Linked DNA regions of Podarcis muralis: region 2 is linked to region 1. The links are chromatin contacts, called in public Hi-C maps. All regions are on one chromosome and are shown on one strand. The core of a region is the stretch at or near the end of the contact, and the rest is flanking DNA. Distances in the headings are between cores, read along the strand shown.

The links. A called contact is a pair of places that touch in the nucleus more often than the background predicts.
Region 2: a Hi-C map of tail shows a contact between it and region 1, with 2.1 times the contacts expected there. The contact joins the promoter of HES3 here to the promoter of LOC114603146 in region 1. A contact is called at or near these places in 2 of 3 Hi-C or Micro-C datasets (blood and tail).

Annotation. Positions count from the first base shown.
Region 1 is chr7:28,295,668-28,300,825 of rPodMur119.hap1.1, reverse strand. LOC114603146 (claudin-16-like) reads left to right here and starts at 3,270. Exons shown (of 5, transcript XM_028741937.2): 1 at 3,270-3,559; 2 at 4,717-4,843. The coding sequence starts at 3,470.
Region 2 is chr7:28,454,494-28,459,741 of rPodMur119.hap1.1, reverse strand. It overlaps HES3 (hes family bHLH transcription factor 3), which reads left to right and starts at 1,639. Exons shown (of 4, transcript XM_028740473.2): 1 at 1,639-1,826; 2 at 2,815-2,910; 3 at 3,708-3,792; 4 at 4,979-5,248. The coding sequence starts at 1,695.

The sequences.
Region 1 (5,158 bases), core at 2,021-4,520:
CTGTCATAGCAAAAGCTGGGTCTTTTTAGGGGTGCTTCAGAACACCCTTGGAGGCCATCCTTAAGTGAGATCCATAATCCAGGCTGACAAGGAGGCTCAGAGGAAGGTGTATAAGGGTCTCCCCTAGTAGCCTCAATGCTCAGGTGAAGTCATGTGGCAGGGGGACAATCCCGATAGCTGAAGGCATCCAGAGGAAGTGAAATCTACACATGCTCAAAAGTACTGGGCTTATCCTGAGAACATATAAAATAGGTGCTGGTGTCCAGCTTTACCAAGCTCTAGCTGAAGTCTGCTGTAGCTCTTCCATGCTGGAGAATATGTACTCTGTGTCTGCTCTCCTGTGGCTGACAGGAATACAATGCAAGCTTGTGAGAGACTGGTGTGTGTGTGTGTTTTAAATCCTGCTTCTGGAACAGCTTACAGAACTCTATCAACAAGACAGCCCCTTCCTGCAGGTGTCAAGACACAAAAGGAAAATGCATTGGGCTGGAGAAGGGAACAAGCAAACTTGTGTACAAGCCCTTAGTTACCAGCTCTTCTAACAACCAGCGATGGAAAAGTACAAGAGGAGCAGGAATGGTCAGTGCCCATTGGGACTGGTAGAGCAGGAGGCAGGAGAAAGTAGTATATTTGGGAGAAGCCTAGCTATTAGCCTTTCAGAGGGGCAGAACAGTCACTGAATGCTGCAAAGCACCACCTAACCAAACTTAGGCCACAGGATCCTGGGAGGAAGGAGCTGTTCTGCAGGCATGAGGCTTTTCCACGGGTTTAAATGATGGTATTCAGCTCCCCCTTCTGGCCATGAGAGCAATGAAAGCTCATTGAAAGGAAATGCTTGCATCACCAAACAATTAGGGCAGTGACAGGAAATGTTGCCCTGCCCTCGCATGAAGTCCTGGGTTTCCAATTTTGGGAGAGGGGAAGTTGCCTGCTGGGGAGCAGCACTGGGGAGATGGCAGGCGGCCGAGGCCCCCTATATTTAGAGGCCCTAGGATTCAGCCTACTTAGCCTATACAGTGGTACCTCAGGTTAAGTACTTAATTCGTTCCGGAGGTCCGTACTTAACCTGAAACTGTTCTTAACCTGAAGCACCACTTTAGCTAATGTGGTCTCCTGCTGCTGCCGCACCGCCGGAGCACGATTTCTGTTCTCATCCTGAAGCAAAGTTCTTAACCTGAAGCACTATTTCTGGGTTGGCGGAGTCTGTAACCTGAAGCGTATGCAACCTGAAGCATATGTAACCTGAGGTACCACTGTACATAAATCTGGCACTGGCTATATCCTATACAGGAGCAGGGCCGTCTTAACCGTTGGCACTAGGGGTGCACGGCACCAGGGCGCCGGGCTCTCAGGGACACTAGGGGCGCCGGGTAGATCTTTGCGCCCCGGCGCTGCATATGCTTAAGACGGCCCTGTGAATGAGCTCAGTAGAAGGCAGTTCTCTCCTCCTGTTCTGCTTAGAGTGTCTCCTTCACTGTAGTTTCAAGGATGGCACAAGAAGATCGTCACCTCCACTTGGGTTGATCGACCCGGCGCCCCTAGGTTGCCCAGAATTGTCGACCTTTTAAAGGAAATAGTTCTTTTTTAAAGGAAATAATTGTTTACCTTTAGAACAGTTGTGGGACACAGGGACTCACAGCACCAAACCAAAAGGGGTGCCAGTGCCCCACGCACAGGGGCATATGAAGGGGGTGCGGGTTCCATGCTGGGGGGGACAAAATGTCAGGCAGCATGCACAGTCACTGTGCTGTCTGCCCGCTGCCTTCCCCCGCATGGCGATTAACGGTTTCGGCTGCGTGTGCAGCACCCAGAGGGCCGTGTAATGTTGTGGGCACTGTGCGACGCATCCTGCTGCGTGCGCCAAGCTGCGGGTTCCTTTGCTGGCTTTTCCGCTGTTGGCACACACTCCCAGCAATGTCCAACATGGGGTGCCAGTGCAGAACAATGGGGAATGCAAGCGGCATCGGAGGCAACATCTCCAGACAGGATCCATGTGCTCCTATTTGTCGAGTTTTGTTGCTGCCTTTGGTGCTGTCAGTGCGCTGCGGATCCCACCACAATGTTACATGGTGCTCTGGGCGCGGCGCCCAAACAGTTAGCTGCCATGCAGCTGGGGCAAGAGCCAACAACTGAGCCTAGCCAAGCCTGTTGGAGCACTGTGGGTTCTTCTGCTGCTGTGGCTCAGCGTGAGTTCGGGGGCGAGTGTTGGAGTCCAGGGAAGAGCCACCTGCAGCAGAAGAGCCGGTGGCACTCCAACGGGCTCTGCTCCACTCAACTGTCGGCAGCTCTTCCCCGGACTCCAACACTCGCCCCCAGACTCTCAGCCTGGTGTCTCTGAGAGCCCGCGCCCTGGTGCCGTGCACCCCTAGTGCCAACAGTTAAGACAGCCCTGCTCCTGGTGCTATTAACAGTAATCCTTCTATGGTTAATTGGTTCAGCAACTTCCATGCACATGATGTGTGATGCTAATTATTTTCCCCAAGAGTTAAATGATAAGTAACCAGATGCAGCTACAGGAGAGCTATGAGATTCAGGTGAGGGTCAGATGCCTTGTCAATCCCAGCAGGTATATAAGAGGACGACCCGGCCTGCCCACCATTCTCCTAGAGAAGAGAAGCCTAGCATGGAAGACTTGTGTATAGTACACAGATCTGAAAGGGCCGCAAAGGGTAAACCACCCAAAAAGTATGCTGAAGAGTTTGCCAAAACAGTCATAGCAGATACAGCTGCTGTTAGTAACTCGGAGAAGGTTTGGGAACCTTCAGTCTTCCAAGAGGTTCAAAGTTTAACCTCAGAGGATGCTGAGCCATGGTTTAATGCCATGAAGGCTGAACATGATTCCTTAGAGAGGAACAAGACATGGGGACTAGTTCCAGGCCTGCTCAGGCCACAAAAGGTTTACAAAGTTCAGTTACTGCAAAAGTTTTTCAGTGCTAATTTTATGCATTTTTAAAAATCACCATGGTATTTAACAATAATATCTTATGTCCTTTAGAGGAGAAATTGTGAATTGTAGAATTTTAAATACCCGTCATCATCCTTGGCTTCACTCAATTTTGTTTGTAACACTCTTCGATTTTCTTCTAGTTGGGAGGGTGGGGGTGAGGAGGGGCCTCACAAGTGGAGTAACCCAGGGCCTCTCTTTATCTGGCCCTGCCAACAGGTCCCAGAGCTGGCTGGCTGGCTGCCTCTTCCGTTCCGCCTGACATTTAAGCTTCTCTGTGCCCCATTAATCTCCGCAGCCAAAGCCTCCCATTTCATTAAAAGGCACCGCTGCATGTTCGGCCCCTAAGCCAGGCCCAATGAGGAGGTCTCCAAGCATCCAGGTTTTAGCGAGGGGGGTGGCTTTCCAATGCCTAGTGTTCCCTTGTCTGGGCCAGGTGGGAGAACCCCTTAGGGCAGAAGGACAGAGCTGGAGCCCAGTGGGGCTGGCTGCTGGGCCCTTTACTCCTTCCACAAAGTCTCTTCCATGGGGCTGACCGCGAGCCTGCTCTCCATTTTCTTGGGGGCCTTTTCCTTTGTCTGTACCGTGGGTGCCATCTGCACAGACTGCTGGCAGGTAAGAAGAGCAAGCCATTTCCCTTGCCACTCTTCAGAAAGGGTCTGGGAGGGGCACCTGGTTGGTTGGTTGGTTGGTTGGTTGGGTGCCAGGAATAAGATATGTGCTCCAAATGTCCCCGTTTGCCATATTTCCTTGTCTCTTTCTCGGGATGAGGGCTCAGAGAAGGAAATCACTGCCCCTGATTCATGCCTTTTACAGATGTCTTGTTAAAATTCTGGCTGTGGCCATGCTTCAGGGTTCAGCTTCCTCTCCAAGGAGTTTCTAGAATGGGGAAGGACAGCTGCTGGTCCCTAATTTCATCTATAGAATACTGGAGGGAAATAGAAAGGAATGGGAAGGGCTAGGAGTTTAGGTCTACGATTTCATTGCCTTGTGCATAATTGGGCTTTTCGTTCCCTTAGGTATCAGAGAGTGGAGGAATGTATTAGTTCCTAAGGGTTTAAGCAGAGTTGGTGGGAATTTTAAAAGGGGTTAGTCGCTTCCAGGGGTGTTGCTAGGTATTTTAAAGCATTTGAAATTTAGGCAAAGGCCCATGACCCAGATTTGCATCAGATTTTCATATGCTCATTTATAACAGTCTTTGGGCAATTTCAGAGGGCATGTGATTGAAGGGGGGGGGGTGGAGGAATTTTGTCATTGCTGTGCTTTGTAAGTAATTTTTGTCATTGCTGTGCTTTGTAAGTAAGTGGTATGAGCTTTTCAAAAAGCTCATAAAACCTTGAGAACTTCCCCATAAAATTCACAGAATGATGTACAGGTGAGCCAATATTATCATGGTTACTTTATTAAAATTACAACCCATCCTTCCAGATGTTATCCGTCTAGTACCTATTACTGAGGCTGTGGCATTGGCTGCATACATTTAAAGCACATGTATCCTCCTCTCAAAAGAAATAATCCTGGGAACTGTAGTTTAAGAACTGTAAACCACAGTTCCCAGAATTCTTTGTGGTAAGGAAATGCTTAAGATGCATGGTGCATGCGTAGTCTCTGCTATGATCTAGCTGCCAGCAGATAGCCCTGCCTTAGCTGCTGCACCGCTTCAACTGAACAGGTGTCTAAGTGTTTTAGCCCCGAGTGGTCCATCTATTGAAGACCAGTAACTGATCTGAGGCTCCCTCACTCCTGCCTCCCCTTCCCCCCATCTCTTCCAGGTGAACAGCAAAGGCTCTGTGGTCCTCAGCATGCGTTGCCGAGGACTATGGGGAGAGTGCGTTTGGGACAAGTTTGTCAAAATCTGGACCTGCGATGTCTTCAGCTCTTACCTGAACCCGCATCCCGGTAAACGTCACGTCCCAAATCTGACCATCGAGCTCCACCAAGCTGCTGTCAAGGATGACCCCTTTTAAAGACAGCTCCCTGGTTGGCAGGGACACAGGTGGCACTGTGAGTTAAACCACAGAGCCTAGGACTTGCCAGTCAGAAGGTTGGCGGTTCGAATCCCCGCGATGGGGTGAGCTCCCATTGCTTGGTCCCTGCTCTTGCCAACCTAGCAGTTCGAAAGCATGCCAGTGCAAGTAGATCAATACCATAGGTACCACTTTGTCGGGAATTTAAATGGTGTTTCAGTATGCTGCTCTGGTTCACCAGAAGCGG
Region 2 (5,248 bases), core at 390-2,889, 160 kb before region 1:
GCAAAAGCAAGGAAGTGTAGAAAACGCTGCAGGAACATAGGAAGCTGCCATATATGGAGTCGGACTGCTGTGTTCCATCTGGCTCAGTAGCGTCTACACGGACTTGGAAGCAGCTCTCCAATATTTCAAACAGGGAGTCTTTCCCCAGCTCCACCTGTAGACCCCGTGGGGATTCGAACCTGCGGCCTTCTGCATGCAAGACAAGTGCCCTGCCACTGAGCTACGTCTTCCTTGCAGCTATAGAGGGAGTTGAGCAGAGTCCTATCCCCTGGGGGTTCCCTGGGATGAGAAAGGAGGACAGGGGAAAGTGGAGCATTCCCGACCACTTAACAGCAAGCGGTGTGCCTGCCCCCCCCCCCCCTTGCATCCTCGCTGCCATGCTTTAATGGGACACATGTCCAGGCGGAGCTCAGCGAGAGCGGCTACGCTCTTTTACAGTCACAAAAAGGCAGAAAATTGCTACATTGTCCAGCTCTCCTCCTTCGTCCCCAGCATGAAATGTGCGGATGGATGGCCACTCAGGGAGACCCCCCTGAGAGGAAGGGCTTTGGATCCTGGCTCTTCAACTGCAAGGGAGCCTAAACATTTCTTTTATCGAGGCACTGCGCGTGGCTCTCCATTTCAACCTTACAACAACCCTGTAAGGTAGGTTAGAGACCCAGAGGCTGTGGCCGAGCCAAGGTCACCCAGTGAGCTTCGGGGCCGAGAGAGGATTCGAACACTGGTCTCTCCCACGTCCTTGTCTGAGACTCCTCGAATCACAGCACCAGGAGGAGGAAGGGCTGGGATGAGAATGGGAAGGGAGCATACAACCCTCAAGCCAACATTTGGCGACTTACAACGCAATCCTATATTTCAGGTCATGAGTTAAACGGGCTGCGCTTAGGGCTGAAGTCGGATTCAGCTGTTGATTGGCTGCTTTGCCTAGGATTTGTCCCCCAACCTCCAGTGTACAGTGGTACCTCATGTTACATACGCTTCAGGTTACAGACTCCGCTAACCCAGAAATAATGCTTCAGGTTAAGAACTTTGCTTCAGGATGAGAACAGAAATCGTGCAGCAGCGGCACGGCGGCAGCGGGAGGCCCCATTAGCTAAAGTGGTGCTTCAGGCTAAGAACAGTTTCAGGTTAAGTACGGACCTCCGGAACGAATTAAGTACTTAACCCGAGGTACCACTGCATTTGGATTAAGCAAGCGCCAGGATCCAAGTGCCATAATCAACTCATTATTATTTGGCCTGGGCGTTTTTACAGGAGACAAAACAGTCCCCACTTGAGCCTTTAAAGCAGTCGTCCCTGGGGTTAAGCAAGTGCTTAACTGATCAACAAAGAGGTTATGGAGTCCCTTTTGGCTTCCCTCCTGATCCTAGCTTGTTTGTAGGCTGTGTGGAAATGGGAAAGCGCTTTGTACATGCTCGAGGGACATTACAATGAGGAACAATTCACCAGGGGCGTGGGGTGGGTGTTGCTGCCTTCCACCACCAAGCCCCTCTTCCTCTCCCCAAAGGCCTGGATGTTTCTAAGTAGGCAAAGCGCATGATAACAAATCTGTCCTTAAAGCGGGACCTGAAAGCCGTTTGATGCAGGCAGATCCCAATGCCTGTATCCCGCCCTCCATCTCTCTGCAAGCCGCTACCCTCTCCTCCACCCTCCACCACTTCCCTCCCCTTTGCGGGGGAGGTTCCCCAGCCTGAATGGACCCATTGAAATGGAAAAACGACTCCGGAGATAAAATGCCACCTCCTTGGTGCAGGGAGGGCAGAGGATGCAGGATGGGTACGGACCACAGACTGCAAGAGAGGAGGGCGCTCAATTCCTTCCGCAAGGTTGGTGGGTCTGATGCTACAGATGGGAGCAAAAGGACAGGGGGCAGCCTACCTGCCCTCCCTCCCCAGGGTGGAAACAGAAAAGGGTCCCTTTGCCATGTGTTTTTGCCCAGGGGTTAATGTGTTCCCAAGATCAGCATGGCACCTGTTTCCAATGCCAGGAATAGTTGGAGATTCCCCTGAGCTTATATAGGGAGAAACTGCAAAAAGCCAGTAGTCAATATCTAGACAAAAAAAGATTGCTCTGACCTGAAAGCTCTTCCCCACCCACCCACAATCTACAGGTGTCTGGCAACTCTCTGTAGGCAGTAGGGGCACCAGCAAAAAATATGGGGGGGCACAGAAGGGGAAAAGTTTATTTCTATGTGGGCAAGTTGTGTTGTGCCCCACATAATAACATCTCTGAAAGATAATTAACAGTCTCTGTTAATGGCAGAAGTCCAGCCACAGGAGGCAGACAAGTGGTGAGAGTGAGATTCTTTGTGGGGGGTGCTTGCCCCTCTGCCCCCCCCCCGGCACCACCTATGTCTTTATTCTGTGGTGGAAAGAATGCACTCTGTGTGCACTCAGGAGTCTCTTCATCTCTTCTCGCTTCAGAAGTTGTATACCTTTTTTAAAAAATGGCATTTGAGACAAAAAAAATTGTAGTAAGCAACGAATGAATATGTAATAATATGGTATTATGTGATATAATGTGGTTTAAGTTCCAGAGTTAAGCCTGGCTGATACCTGAAAGGCAGTGCGGTGTAATGGTCAGAGTGTTGGACTTCTAAGTGTTCTAATTTCCTCCGCTTCCATTAAGCTTGGGAATCAGTCCCTGCCTCTCAGCCTAACCTACCTCACAGGGTGGTTGTTGTCGTTGGGATTAAATTAGGAGGGGGAGAACTGTGCATGCCACCTTGAGCTCCTTGGAGGGGGGGAAGTGGGACTGAAATGTAATAAATAAAATAAACAAATAAATAGATCCCCCCCGTGTGCATTTTCTCAGGTCTCCAAACCCCTCATGGAGAAGAGGAGACGAGCTCGCATCAACCTCTCCCTAGAGCAACTCAAAGCTCTGCTGGAAAAGAACTACTCCCATCAGGTGAGGCTCCCACTTCCCTTGCATTTCCAGGAGAGAGGGAGAGTCAGGGAGCCAGTTTATCTCCATGGAAGCGGGTTACATTTTACTTTGAAAATGACAGAGGCAGGAGCACAAAGGACCCCCTTCTCCTCTTCACCCTCTCCGTCTTTTTACCTTTTTCATCACACCAGTGTTGGAAGAACGGAGCAGCTCAGTGGTGGAGCACTTGCTTGGCATGCAGAAGGTCCTAGTTTTAATCCCCAGTGGTAGGACTGGGGATGTCTCCTGCCTGAAACCCTGGAGAGCCACTGCTAGTCAGTGAGGACAATAACACACTAGATGCATCAATAGTCTGGCTTAGTATAGGGCGGATTCTGATGTTCGTAAGTGCAGGATGGGGTGGGGGTGGGGGTCGGCAGAAGGGAGGCGCTTGGTACATCAGGGGACAGGTGGTGAGACTCCAGTACCCTTGCTTTAGAACCAGCAACGTTGAAATAGGGGCCCATCTCATCCCCCTGTAGTGTTGTGTTCCAGACCAAAACCTAGATTCAAAGCCCCACTCAGCCATGGAAAATCTGCTTGGGTGACCTTGGGGGCTAGCCACTGGCTCTCAGTTTAACCCACCTCGCAAGGCTGCTGTGGGGATTAAATGAGTGGACATGGGATAGAAATGCAATAAATAAGTTACTTCCATCCTTCGACCCAGCTGAGAGAGAAGCCAACAGAGTTATGGGGGGAAGTCATTCACTAAGGGCAGGACAGGAAGAAATGTCCCCAGTAACCCCTTGGCTTTCTTTGGTTTGGTGGGGAAATTGCAGATCCGGAAACGCAAGCTGGAGAAGGCAGACATCCTGGAGCTGAGCGTAAAGTACATGAAGAGCCTACAGCCCTTGGCCCACCAAGGTAAGCCACCCAAATGGAACCATGGAACCCAATTAAGGAAGCATTGGTAGATTAACATTTTAGCTGATTGACATAGGGGAAAGCAACACCTCAAAAAAGATTGATTGCTTCAGCTATAATGCTACACACACTTGGGTCTAAGCCCCCTTGAGCTCAATGGAGCCTACTCCTAAGTAGACATGCACAGGGTTGCACTGTCCCTTGGGTTTCTAGAATGATGTATCAAAGAAGCCATAGTTTCAGAAGAGGCATTCTCTTTCTGCCCACACAGAGGCAGAGATGCCGCTTGCTGTTCACAGTTAGTAGCCATATTTTTTAAAATAAATAAAAAAAGTTGGGTTTTTTTGTTTTTAAAAGTCTGCTGACTGATCATTCAAGGACACATTTTCATTAAAACAAAACAAAACGTACTGCAGTTGATTAACCGACTAATTGACCAAACACTACAAGTGCTAGCAAATTGTAACTGATCATCAGACCATCACAGTTCTGAGCAAAAATAAAAAAGGAAGATCAGCTGGAGTCCTAGCAGAGTGTTTTTACACAATCGACTCTTGCAGGACACAAATTAATAGTGACCAGGTGGCTCCCCAGTTGTTATTGGGGTACAACTCCCATCATTCTTGGCTGTTAGCCTGAGGCTACTGGGAGTTGAAGTCCAGAGACGTCTGAAGGGCCCCAGGTGAACCTTCACTGCCTCTGACAAGAGCAGCTTCTGATAATTAACCTCTAGTGGTTCCGAAAGTGGGCAAGAACACTCTCTATGGGACAGTGGGATTAACTGGGGGGCAGGGGCAAGGGAGTGGGGTGGCAGCACTGGAAATGTAAAATACTACCAGACTTTGGAAAGCTGGATCTAGCTAATTAATTTTGTTGAATTAGCGAAACCAATTAGTTTTAATTTGATTTTGAATCAATGCACAATTAATTGCTCCTGTTCTGAATTTTATTCTTCCTCAGTGGGTCGTGCAAACAGATATTCTGAATAATGCTTTGTATAGAGTAGGGGACAATGCGGGTGAGTTTATGGAACCAAGAGGACGGTAGCCTGAAAAAGTTTGCGAGCCACTGGCTTAAGCCTTAAAGAGTGGTCATCTCCCCTATCTTGACTCCTGGAGCGCGAGTGGGACTGGGAGCGTAAGCGGCTCAGTCTCCATCCGACTTCCCGACTTCTTTCCTCCTCCAGGGGTGCCGCTGACCAAGAGCGCCGATTACCAGGCCGGTTTTCGGAGTTGCCTGCAAGGAGTGCGCCAGTTCCTGCTGCGCTCCGAAGCGGCCAGCGAAGCTTCCTGCTCCTCTTCCTTCCAGCTCCTGCACCAGCTCGCCCGAGTTCTGCCCATGGCCGCTGCCGGAGGCGTCTTCAGCACCACGGACAGCGACCCGCAGGCGGCGCCCCCCAAAGCCCGGCTGGCCGCGCTGGGCAGCCCTGGGGGGCCGACGACGACGACTCTCAGGA